3 separate regions of the Sus scrofa genome follow, and regions 2 and 3 are each linked to region 1. Evidence: chromatin contacts called from public HiChIP or PLAC-seq and promoter capture Hi-C data. All regions are on one chromosome and are shown on one strand. The core of a region is the stretch at or near the end of the contact, and the rest is flanking DNA. Distances in the headings are between cores, read along the strand shown. Region 1 holds the start of SRSF3 (serine/arginine-rich splicing factor 3). Region 2 holds the start of ETV7 (transcription factor ETV7). Region 3 holds the start of KCTD20 (BTB/POZ domain-containing protein KCTD20).

Region 1 (3,703 bases), core at 533-3,032:
ATCCTTAGGAAAGAATTCAAAAACCGAAAAAAGGTAAAGGCACTACCCTTGAAACACCCCAATCGTTGCCAATAACCACCTGGAAGCCAAGCTGTGTAAGAAAATAAAAAAAAAAATCACCTCCCAGAGAAGTGGAGGGAGGAAACAGTAGGGGAGCATATGCCACAAAATGGGAACTGAGAGACTTAAACCTATTTCAGTTATCTGAAGGGGGGGGAGGAACAACTTTGAAAAGTAGGATTAAAAGCAAAACCTGGAGACTACAAAACAAAATGACAAGTGAAGACAAGACAGCAGTTAAGGCTAAACCACTAAAAAAGTGATAGTAATGTGCCTTCACAAGCCAAAACTTTACTCAAGCAGGACAAACTTGTTTTTTAAAAATATATATCTTGTTCTACCCTCAACAGCCGAAAGGTGTTAACCCAAATGTCCAGCAACAAAATGGAGAAGCAAAATTATTACCCATACAATGGAGTATTCAGGAACGAGTACCCATAAACATGGACAAAACGTGAAAGCATGCTAAGTTATAGATATCAGACAAAAAAAATACACGTAATACCATCCCATGTATGTGAAATATCCGAAACGGGTAAATCCAGAGACAGATTAGTAGCTACCAGGGGCTGCGGGAGAGAAAGGGGCAGGCCAAAAGGGTAGTGGCTGCTTAACAGTACAGGTCACCTTAGTGGGTATAATAAAATGCTTTAAAACTAGATAGAGGTGATAGTTACACAACATTGTGAAGGTATCGAATGCTTCTGAATCGTGCACTTTAAAATGAATGTTACATTAACTCCACCTCATGGGGAAAAAAATAGATTATTTGTTGTGCAAGAACTTAAGGCACTTTAGTTTACATTTGAAAAACCTTCAATACTAATAAAGCCGCCTCAGCAACGAATCTAATCAACTTGTAGATTACATACGAAAAGCAGCCTGTCCAAAAACTCAGCTTAAGGGCTTTTCATAAACACGTTATCCAATTAAAAAAAAAAAAAATACCCGCCCAGACACATCCTATTTGTGTGACCCCGCCCTGTGCCCAGAAGTTCCGAGACCAAACCCATTGTTGGTGAATTAATCTTTCCCAAAAACTTTACCCTGACCAGTTTTAATGCGAAGCAGCTATAAGAACAATACAGCTCAAGAAAGATCAGCTTAAAAAAAAATAGTTATTGGATTCAGGCTGTAAAAAGTGAAGTTAAAGTAACACGAAAATGAAAGAAAGTAGAGAAATCCTCAAATATGGATCGAAGGGTCCAGTCTTGAGTAGTGACTTGAAGAAAAAAAATCCTAAGCCGCTACTTAAGGAAACGTGGGCAAAAAGAAAAAAAAGGCGCCATAAATTGAATGGCCGCGATCTAGAGTACAACCGATTACCGATACCCCCTTTGCCTCAACTCGAGCAATCTCACTTCCCGATTCAGCCCCCCAGGGAAGGGTTATAAGCACCTCCACTTGGAAGCCTGGGTGCCTGCTCCGGGGGGCCGGGAGCCCCCTCCACCGCCCCGTGTTGAACGTCACAAAATGGCGGCAGCGTCTCTTTGTCTCAATCTGGCGCCGCCATTGGGCCTGGCCCCACCTCGGTCCTGTTAAGGCCCATTTCCCACCTCATTCCTTTAGTCGCTGGGTCTCTTACCGAGATCTTAGATTAGAAATGCGAAGACTCAAATCCACGCACCCGCGGCTGTCTCTTCCCACTCCCCTCCCGCCTGGCTCCAGCAGATACTCTCCCCGATCCGGCGTCCACGAAATGGCGGACCAACACCGTCTCCTCGCCTGTATTTATAAGCCATCCTGGAGTCACATGATTGGACGGGTTCGCCCAATGAGAGGCGAAGAAGACCGTGACGTAATGGCCACAAACGCTGCGAGAACCGCGGTTGCTGAGAGCCTTCTCTGGTTGTGCTGCCTCGTCGGTGGAGACGCGCGCAGCCGTCGTGCCTCAGGGCCAGAGCTCCCTCGGTGTAATTCTCCTGTTGCCGAGTTCTCCTCAGTCACCTCTCCCTCATCTCCAAATAGCCTATTAATAGGGATTTAATAACATCATCGCCGGTCACACCCAAACACTGATAGAGCCTTTTGCACCCAATAAGATTACAGTATAAAATGAGTTCATTAATTACTGCTCCGCATGAGCGGTTAGGCAGGAACTGAGACCATCACGTTTACAAACGTGCTTCGGAGTTGCTCCCAAGGTCACGGGGCTGTTTGTGAACCCGCTGTCACCACACTGTGCCCCTCCGGGTCCCACACTTGGGGAAAAGCCCAGTCACGGAAAGTCGGCCCAACTCTGGCTGGTCTGCCACCTCTCACCCAAACTGCACGATTTGGCAGAGACGATGGCGTCATCATTTTGGACTCTTGAAATGTTTAATAGAAACTCAAAGGCAAATGAGACGGGTCAGGCCATCCAGAAAGTATCGCATTTAGTAACAGTATAAAAGGAAGTTCCTGAGGAGATTGAATTCGGCACCCCTCTCCTCCGCAACGAATACCAGTCTGTCTTCTGGCAAAGGCTGTTGTACTGACCGGGGCTCAGAGGTGGGGGGTCTATGGTTCACTAACACCTTCCTCTCTGCTTTCCACTTCCTCTGAAAAGAACTGAGCCACGAAATTAACTATTGGGAGAGAAATACCAATGGTTTGTTAGAAAAATCACCAAGATCTTCCTCTCTGGAACAGTGAGTTCAGCTAAGAGGGTTGCCTGGTTTCCTCCCCTTTCAGTGGAGTCTGACTTACTAACGTATCTAAATCTGCTCTCAAGAAAAATAATAACTTGTATTTTTCCACCAGTAGCTGAAAGATATGCCAAACATTCACTGCTTTCCTTTTCCCAGATATTCTCTTATTGTGGCTCTAAGAAGTTTATCTATCCATGTGGGGTGGAGACACGACTTACTGTTTCTGAGTTTTCACACCTGTAAAAAACGAGGATTTCATACTGGCAAGGGAAGAGGGAGAATGGAAACTACATTTGTTGAGCCAAGCCCTGAGCTGGTCTTACCTGGGTTTTTCCCAGGTAGGAATTCTAGCAAAGCTTTTCTCTTCCTCTTCTTTCCTTCTCTAAATGTTTTTCTATTCTGGCTTACTTCTATTTGCTTTGATTTGCTCCTCTCTTCCTGTGTAAGCTTTTCTCCTCTTTTTATTTCCTTCTATCAAAGCAAAGCCATTGAAGTCAGACAGTCCTATATTTGGACCCACAGTACTGCTGCTACTTACTGCTAAAGTGTCTGGAGAAATATCCCTTACCATCTCAATATTAGTTTCCTCTCTGTAAAATGGGTAACTACACCAAGCCTTGCAGGGTTGTTACATGCAGTCTCCCCACTTACAGGAACTTCAACTTTGTTTGTCTTTTTGTATTTTCTAGGGCTGCACTTGTGGCATAGGGAGGGTCCCAGGCTAGGGGTCTAATCAGAGCTGTAGGCTGCTGGCCTTCGCCAGAGCCACAGCAACATGGGATCCGAGCTGTGTTTGCCACCTACACCACAGCTCATGGCAACACTGGATCCTTAACCCACCGAGCAAGGCCAGGGATCAAACCTACAACCTCGTGGTTCCTAGTTGGATTCGTTAACCACTGAGCCACAGTGGGAACTCCAGGAACTTCACCTTTGGACTGTTGTTGCTCACTCCGCCTCCCCAGGGCCTGAAAACAAGTCTGGCAGAGAGCAGATGATCAATACATATTTGT
Region 2 (3,703 bases), core at 715-3,214, 180 kb after region 1:
GAGTGAGGCTGCACCACTGAAGGTCCTTGAGCAGAGGGGCTGCATCTCAACAGTCCCTGAGGATGCTGTGCTGAGAACAGTGTGCAGGAGGGTAGGGCCAGGGCCAGCCCTTTGTGTTGGGCCCTCAGCCTTCTTTTCCCGATGCTCCCATATAAACAGTGGCATTTACTTACAGCTCCACAAAACTGCTGTAGTCTTTGTCCAGCTTTGCCCATATTAACTCCCGTCTTTACCATCTAAGTACATTCTTCTGACCCCAAGGCAGACGTCCTTGCTCCTTGAAGAGGACTAAGATCATGCTCTGGGAAGCCAGAGCAAGAGTCATCAGTTATCACCCCCTGCAAAGGGCCCCAAGCTGCTGATGCCCAAGATGGGAATACCCGTCCATAGGAACGCTTCCCAAGGTGGTGTGGAGGATATGGACATTATGGAACTGACCAAGATGGTCTTCCAATTCATAGAGCAGCCCCAGAAGCTTGTTTATGGCACTGATTGAATTAATATTTATGCTGAAGTTCTAATTTTGGATTATTTTATTTTTTATTTTATTTCATTTTTGCTTTTCAGGGCCACACTCATGGCATATGGAGGTTCCAGGCTAGGGGTCAAATTTGAGCCACAGACACAGCAACACGGATCCGAGTCACGTCTGCGACCCACACCACAGCTCACAGAGATGTGGGATCTTTAACCCACTGAGCGAGGCCAGGGATCGAACCTGCAACCTCATGGTTCCTGGTCGGATTCATTTCTGCTGTGCCACAACGGAAACTCCTGGATTATTTTTTTTACGGCTGCACCCAAAGTATATGGGCAGTCCCACACCAGGGACTGAATCTGAGCTGCAGCTTTGGCAACGCCAGATCCTTTAACCCGCTGCGTGGGCCAATGGGCCAAGCTTCCGCGGCAACCCCAGATGCCAGAGTTCATTTTTTTTTTTTTTTTTGCCATTTCTTGGACCACTCCCCACGGCACATGGAGGTTCCCAGGATAAGGGTCAAATCAGAGCTGTTCCCAGAATAAGGGTCAAATCTCCGCCGGCCTACGCCAGAGCCACAGCAACACAGGATCCAAGCCGCATCTGCAACCTACACCACAGATCACAGCAATGCTGGATCCTTAACCCACTGAGCAAGGCCAGGGATCGAACCCGCAACCGCATGGTCCCTAGTTGGATTCATTAACCACTGAGCCACGACGGGAACTCCTAGAGTTCGTATTCTTAACTCACTGTGCCATGGCAGGAATGCCTGTTGTTGGTTTTTTTGTTTAAACTTCTCTCTTCTTTTAAACAGGATTTTCAACAGGAAGGCAGAGCTCTCCTGGCTCAGTTTGTCTTAGTTTTTGCTGAAGGCGTGCACGTGTTACTGCGCTTTCTCTGGAATAACCATTTGATGTGAAAGGAATGTAAATGTCGTTCTATCCTCCAAGGAAACAGGAATCTCACTGGAGCAGGTGGGAGGAAGCCCCTCACCTGCCTCTTCACCGTTGTTGCTTTGTGCCCACTTTGTTGGAGAACTGTGGACCCACTGGCCATTCGTCTGTTCAGAACAACCATGGATGAGATGTCTGACCAAGGAACCCAGGAGACTTTAAACACGTCACGCCAGTGCTGTGGATAGTCCCGGTGCTCCTCCGAAGGAAGCCTTGACCATTTCCTTCCATGAGTGAAACTGAACCCCAAGCCCAAACCAGAGGTCACAGAAATGGGTGCTTCCTCCTGGGCCCCTCCCTGGGTCCCGGGCCCTGTTGGCCCCACTGCCGCCCGCCTGTGAACAGATCTGCAGTGCCCCGTCTTTTTACCTTTCTGTCTACCTCATATTCCCTCCCTCCCCTCTTTGAGAAGTCTGTTAAGAAAGTTTATTGTTATAAATTATAAGTTCTGTATATGCATTCTGAGTTCTTTGTAGGAAAAGTGTTATTTAAAACTAATAATTTTTAAGATGAAATAAACACGGTTATTTTATTGAGCATGAAACACCTATGCACGTTTCTTTGTGAAGCAGGGATTCCACTTGTTTCTGCTCATATGAGTTCGTAATTTTGTAGAGTCTGATCAAACTCTACAAAGGGAAATGTCCTTCCAAAGGAAAATGTCCCTAATTTTTTAGTCTGTCTCAGGCAATGCCTATCATCACTTAGGTTTTGGCTTCCTAGTGGGGAATAGAACCTAAAATGTCTTTCTTATTTATTTTTTCCCCTTTGGAATAGGTATTTATTTATTCACATGGTTAAAAAAAATCAAAGCCATATCAAAAGGTTTACAATGAAAACCTTTGCTCTTATTTTCTATCCTGAATCCCAGTTACATTTATCATGTATTACATATCCTTTCAGTTTCTTTGTACAAATACCAGTACTGTACATGGTGTGTATCTATATTATTTACACACACACAAGGAAGCATGTAATATACACTGTTCTGTACCTTCATTTTTTGCTTCACATGGTGCTCAGGCACTATGCTAGTTGTCTCACAAATGTTAACCCATTCACTCTTCCTAAGGACCTTATGAGATAGGTTTTATTATTAGCTCTATTTTACTGTTAAGGAAACTGAGGCAGTAGTTAGTAGAGAGAGGCAGTGCATCGGTTAACTGAGTTGCTCAAGGGCACGTGGCTGGTAAGTGGCATAGCTGGGTTTCCAAGGCAGGCAGGCAACTGTCCTCAGGGTCTAGGTTCTTAACCGCTCTGCCACGTTGCCTCTTGGAGAGCTTGCCACGATTCGCAGAAAGCGCCCTCAGACAACACACAGGATTCTGTTAAATGGATGTAGCAGAATTTGTCTCATCAGCCCCCTGATGCCTGGGTTGCTTCTAATCATTTGGTATTAGAAGCCATACGGAAAAAAATAACCACGTACATTTTGGATATGTGTGGGTGTATGTGTCGAATACTTTTCCAGCATTGGGACTGCTGGTGAAGGGGAAATACATCTGTGACGTTGCTAGGCCTGCCTCGCTGGCCTCCGTGGGACCGCATCACTTTACATGCCTGGTGTTCTCTGTTCCCCTCAGCCTCTCCAGCAGCTTATGCTACGAGACTTTTCTTTTCCAAGCTAAAGGATTAAAAATATCTCAGAATAACTTAAATTTTCCCTCCCTCCCTCTCTGTTTCTCTGTTTTCTTCTTTCTTTCTTGCTGAACTCGCAGCATGTCGAAGTTTCCAGGCCAGAGATCAAGCCCTCGCCAGAGCAGTGACCCAAGCTGCTGCAGTGACAACACGGGATCCTTAATCCACTGCTACAAGAGAACTCCTCTGGTCTTGTTCTCATTGATTTCCAGAAGCTCATGCTTTAGCAGTGCTAAGCCGACAGCATCTACACTTTCAAGAGTCTGGGCAAGTTATTAAGGCTTCTTGCTTTCTTATCTTCCCCATGTATTGGTTTGCTTTAGTGCTTACAACCTTTCTCAGCTTCCTCTCAAGGCAGAGGGAGCTGAGACAGGTGTGTGTGTGGGGGGGGGGGGGAGGTGGGGGGTGGATAGGCGGGTGGGCACCACACCAGAGCAGCCAGAGGCCTGAGGAAAGGTGTCAGTCAGATGCCACTGAGACCTGGGTCTAGGTCAGGAAGAGCATCACAGCCTCTCTGACAGTGGCCCTTGGACTTGGGGTAGTGGGGACTCCTTCCGGCCAAAGGGCAGGCGGAGGCCGAGCTGGGGCCGGGGTCACTCGCTCCTGAGGGAAGAGGCATCTGGTCCAGGCA
Region 3 (3,703 bases), core at 699-3,198, 140 kb after region 1:
TGTCTATCATCAAAAAAAGAATACAAATAAATGTTGGTGAGGATGTAAAGGGAACCCTCGTACGCTGTTGGTGGGAATGTAAATTGGTGCAGCCACTGTGGAAAACAGTATGGAGGTTTCTTAAAAAAATAAAAACACAATTACCATATGACCCAGTAATTCCACTCCTGGTTGTATATCTAAAAAAACCCAAATCACTAATTCAAAAAGATACATGCCCTAATGTTCATAGCAGCATTATTTACAATTCCCAGGACAAAGAAGTAACATAAACGGCTAAAAAAAGAGGTGATACACATACAAAATGGACTACTACTCAACTATAAAAAAAGAACGAAACTTTACCATTTGCAGCAACATGGATGCACTTGGAGGGCAGTATGCTAAGTGAAAGAATTCTGACACAGAAAGACAAATACTGTGTATCACTTATATGTGAAATTAAACAACAACAACAACAACAAACCAGTGAATAGCACAAAAAAGAAGCAGACTCACAAATATAGAGAAAAAAACTAGTGGTGGTGGTGGAGTAATACAGGGGAGGGGGAAAGGAGGTACAAACTATTGGGTATAAGATAGGCTGAAGGATGCATTGTATAACACCAGGAATACAGCCAATATTTTGTAATAACTGCAAATGGAAAGTGACCTTTAAAAATTGTATAAAATTTTTTTAAATTATTTTTAAAATTTCTGGGAGGGGTTTTGGCATTTTTAAGGCACAAACTTATTTTGAGAACTACTGTCCCAGAATCGAGGTGGGGGGTGGGGTGGGTGGAAGTGTCAGGCACCAGGACGCGTTGAGGGTGAAGTTCTTTGACTCCGATTCATCATATTCAACTGCTGTAACTACAACACTTTGTTTGGGGGAACATTAAAAAAAACCCTTAAATTCTCAGGTAACAGCTGCAGATAGCTGTTTAACAGCTACTAAGGGAACAATTAAAAGGGCCTGAAAAACGCATTTTCATAAACTGGTTAACCAGTTCCTCACAGCCTTGTTTATCTTGTTAGTTTGTTCACTGGTTTCTCGATTAAAAATCAGTAGGTTCAATCCAGGAATTTTCAGAAAGAATCACAAACTCCAAAATAGATTTTTTCAATAGAGCAAAACTAGGCTTGTAAACCTGAAGACACTGAACGCTATACAAAGCAAGGTTTTATTTAAAAGAAAATTACCGGTTCAGGCTCCCCCAGCGCTTTCACACTCAGAGGCACTGATGAAAGCTAGCAATTTGTGGGTGGCAGAGAAGACATACTTCGAAGCAGGGGCGCAAAAAGTGTGCACTCTCCGCTCCAGAGTTTGGGAAAAAGTCTGACCAACTACCTAATTTTTAATGAATTCAATTAGTTGCTAGAAAAGAACGCGTCTGCAAACGTTTTATCCATTTACACGGCAGGGCTCATCATTTTTCTTCTTTGGGGATAAAAACACCAAAAGGCCTGCAGAAAAGTCAAGTTGATACTTTAGTCGTCCCCACGACGGTGCTATTTCCACATAAATCGACTCCCTTCTGCCCCCCAAAAACAGGCTTTACCCTCAGCAAGGAAACCAGCGGCCGCAACTCCTTTGCCAACGTTTTTCCTCGAGATGACCGTAGCCCCGCGGCCTTTCAACTGGAGGTCCGACCCGGCGCCGGCCACCCGAGCGGCGCCCGGAGGAGATGGCTCCCCAGCCCCCGACAGGAAAGCACCTTTTGGGGCCAGGCCCGCTGCCACACCGGGTCTTCGCCTCCAACCTGTCCCGCGCCTCGACTTACCTGACGCTCCCTGCCGCGCTCTCGCGCTCGGGGCCCGAATCCACCCGGGAGGCGCGCGCACCCGGCGCCGCGAGCAGTCGCCGCGGGGACCGGTAGTGCCGCAGCGGCGCGCGCCCCCGCCTCGGCCCGCGCGGCCACGCGGCTGAGTAACCCAGCACTTCACGTTAAGAGTCCCCCTCGGCGCGCAGGGCACGCCGGGAAGGTCGGGCTCGGGCCCGCCCGCTGGGCCACACGCAGTAGGGGGTCCCGTTTCATCCCGCGCAAGCCCTGCAGTGCGGTCGTTCTCACTCCGTCACTACCAGGGTAGATTGGTTTCCGAGCTGCGGATACCCTCTTTCAATTATTAAAGATATAAAACGGAAAAGTTAGTAGTTACCTGAATTGTGAAATAAGCTCGCACAGCCCTGGGACAGCTAGTGCTTTTAGAAAATTGTGGAGGCCAGATCTTTGCATACTTTTGGTGGAGGAGACGGCAAGAATGATGGAGTTCCTTTAACACGTTTTGCTTGGAAGCCCGTATCTGCATAGGCATTCTGACCGAAAGGAGGGCGGGAAATGCCCACGTTCTCCCCCTAACCTTGAGTTTAATGAAACTACATACCATAGCAAATAAAGCAGAATTACAAATTTTTAATCAACCTGAAGCAAATTAGTGGGAAATTGGCCGTGCTACGAGTAAAATATTTCAACACTCAAAAAACCTGGAGTTCCCTTTGTGGCTCAGAGGACATGAACCTGACTACTATCCATGAGGATGCAGGTTCTATCCCTGGCCTCGCTCAGTGGGTTGAGGATCCTGCATTGCGGTGAGCGCTGGCCAGCAGCTACAGTTTCCATTTGACCCCTAGCCTGGGACCCTCCATATGCCACGTGTGCGGCCCTAAAAACACAAAAGACAAAACAAAAAAAATCTGTATATAGTCCATGACCTAAAAAGCATGAAAAGAAAGAAATAGCATCAGTCCTTTTTGTCATTTCTTCTGTTTTTTGTACTTCACAGCAGGAAACGAATCCGACTAGGAATCATGAAGTTGCGGGTTCGATCCCTGGCCTCGCTCAGTTTTGCTCAGCTGGTTAAAGATCTGACATTGCCCTGAGCTGTGGTGTAGGTCGCATACGCGGCTCGGATCCCGAGTTACTGTGGCTCTGGCATAGACCGGTGGCTACAGCTCCGATTAAACCCCTAGCCTGGGAACCTCCATATGCCTTTTTAGGGTGTGGCCCCAAAAAGACATAAATAAATAAATAATAAAAGTTATGAAATTTAAATAAAAAGCTATATTGATTATGCAAACTATTCAAAACCTATTAAGTTAATAACAGTGTTTTGAGTCAACTTTTTTATGTAAGTCTAGCAATTAATGTGGGGCTAATGAGGATTAGCATTGAAATGGAAGAAATATGAGCAAATATCTCATTCCAGTAGGTTGCAAATGGTTGTGGGATACTTGTACAGCAAAATTGCCTCATTAAAGGCAACAACTTTAATTTCAAAAACAAGCTATAAACTTGATCATTATAATTTGATCTTAGAGCTATAGAGGGCATTCCCAGTTCCTATTCTCTCACTTCACTTATAATGATTGTAAGGACCTGGTACTGTGTTTGAATAAGGATGGGCTAGCTTATTACGCTCCATTAGTCACCTGTAGGCAGTGATTCTACAAGGCTGCTCACCTTCAAGTGGGTAACTCAGCATTCCCGGCTGCTTCCACCTCTGGCTCTGTCAACCCATCATGGATTGTGGAAGAACTAGACTGCAGAATCCAGCAAGGGCTTTTCTTTGCCTCCTCTAGCTGTGGACCTGTCACTTCTGCTGACATTTCACTGGCCTGAACTAGTTACATGACTAAACCTGACTGACTCTAAGCAGCTTGGGAGGTATAACTTCCTGTGTGCCTGGGAAGAGAACCAAGAAAGAAGATGCCATGGACAGATAG

What was found. Promoter capture Hi-C pulls out the DNA fragments that hold promoters and counts their contacts. HiChIP or PLAC-seq counts read pairs in DNA pulled down with a chosen protein or histone mark.
Region 2: a contact with region 1 is called in an H3K27ac HiChIP or PLAC-seq map of alveolar macrophages. The contact joins the promoter of ETV7 here to the promoter of SRSF3 in region 1. A contact is called at or near these places in 1 of 5 promoter capture datasets (fetal liver) and 2 of 2 datasets of contacts at active chromatin or transcription factors (alveolar macrophages and skeletal muscle).
Region 3: a promoter capture Hi-C map of fetal liver shows a contact between it and region 1, with 3 times the contacts expected there. The contact joins the promoter of KCTD20 here to the promoter of SRSF3 in region 1. A contact is called at or near these places in 3 of 5 promoter capture datasets (fetal liver, fetal skeletal muscle and liver), 2 of 47 Hi-C or Micro-C datasets (embryonic fibroblasts and skeletal muscle) and 1 of 2 datasets of contacts at active chromatin or transcription factors (alveolar macrophages).

The regions. Positions count from the first base shown.
Region 1 is chr7:32,287,543-32,291,245 of Sscrofa11.1, reverse strand. It overlaps SRSF3 (serine/arginine-rich splicing factor 3), which reads right to left and starts at 1,782. Exons shown (of 6, transcript XM_021098646.1): 1 at 1,646-1,782.
Region 2 is chr7:32,108,227-32,111,929 of Sscrofa11.1, reverse strand. ETV7 (transcription factor ETV7) reads left to right here and starts at 1,964. Exons shown (of 5, transcript XR_002345688.1): 1 at 1,964-3,703. It overlaps PXT1 (peroxisomal testis-specific protein 1), which reads left to right. Exons shown (of 4, transcript XM_013977855.2): 4 at 1,296-1,542. The coding sequence ends at 1,400. LOC106504396 (a long non-coding RNA gene) reads right to left here. Exons shown (of 6, transcript XR_001297833.2): 6 at 1,897-3,703.
Region 3 is chr7:32,144,289-32,147,991 of Sscrofa11.1, reverse strand. KCTD20 (BTB/POZ domain-containing protein KCTD20) reads right to left here and starts at 1,948. Exons shown (of 8, transcript XM_005665921.3): 1 at 1,764-1,948.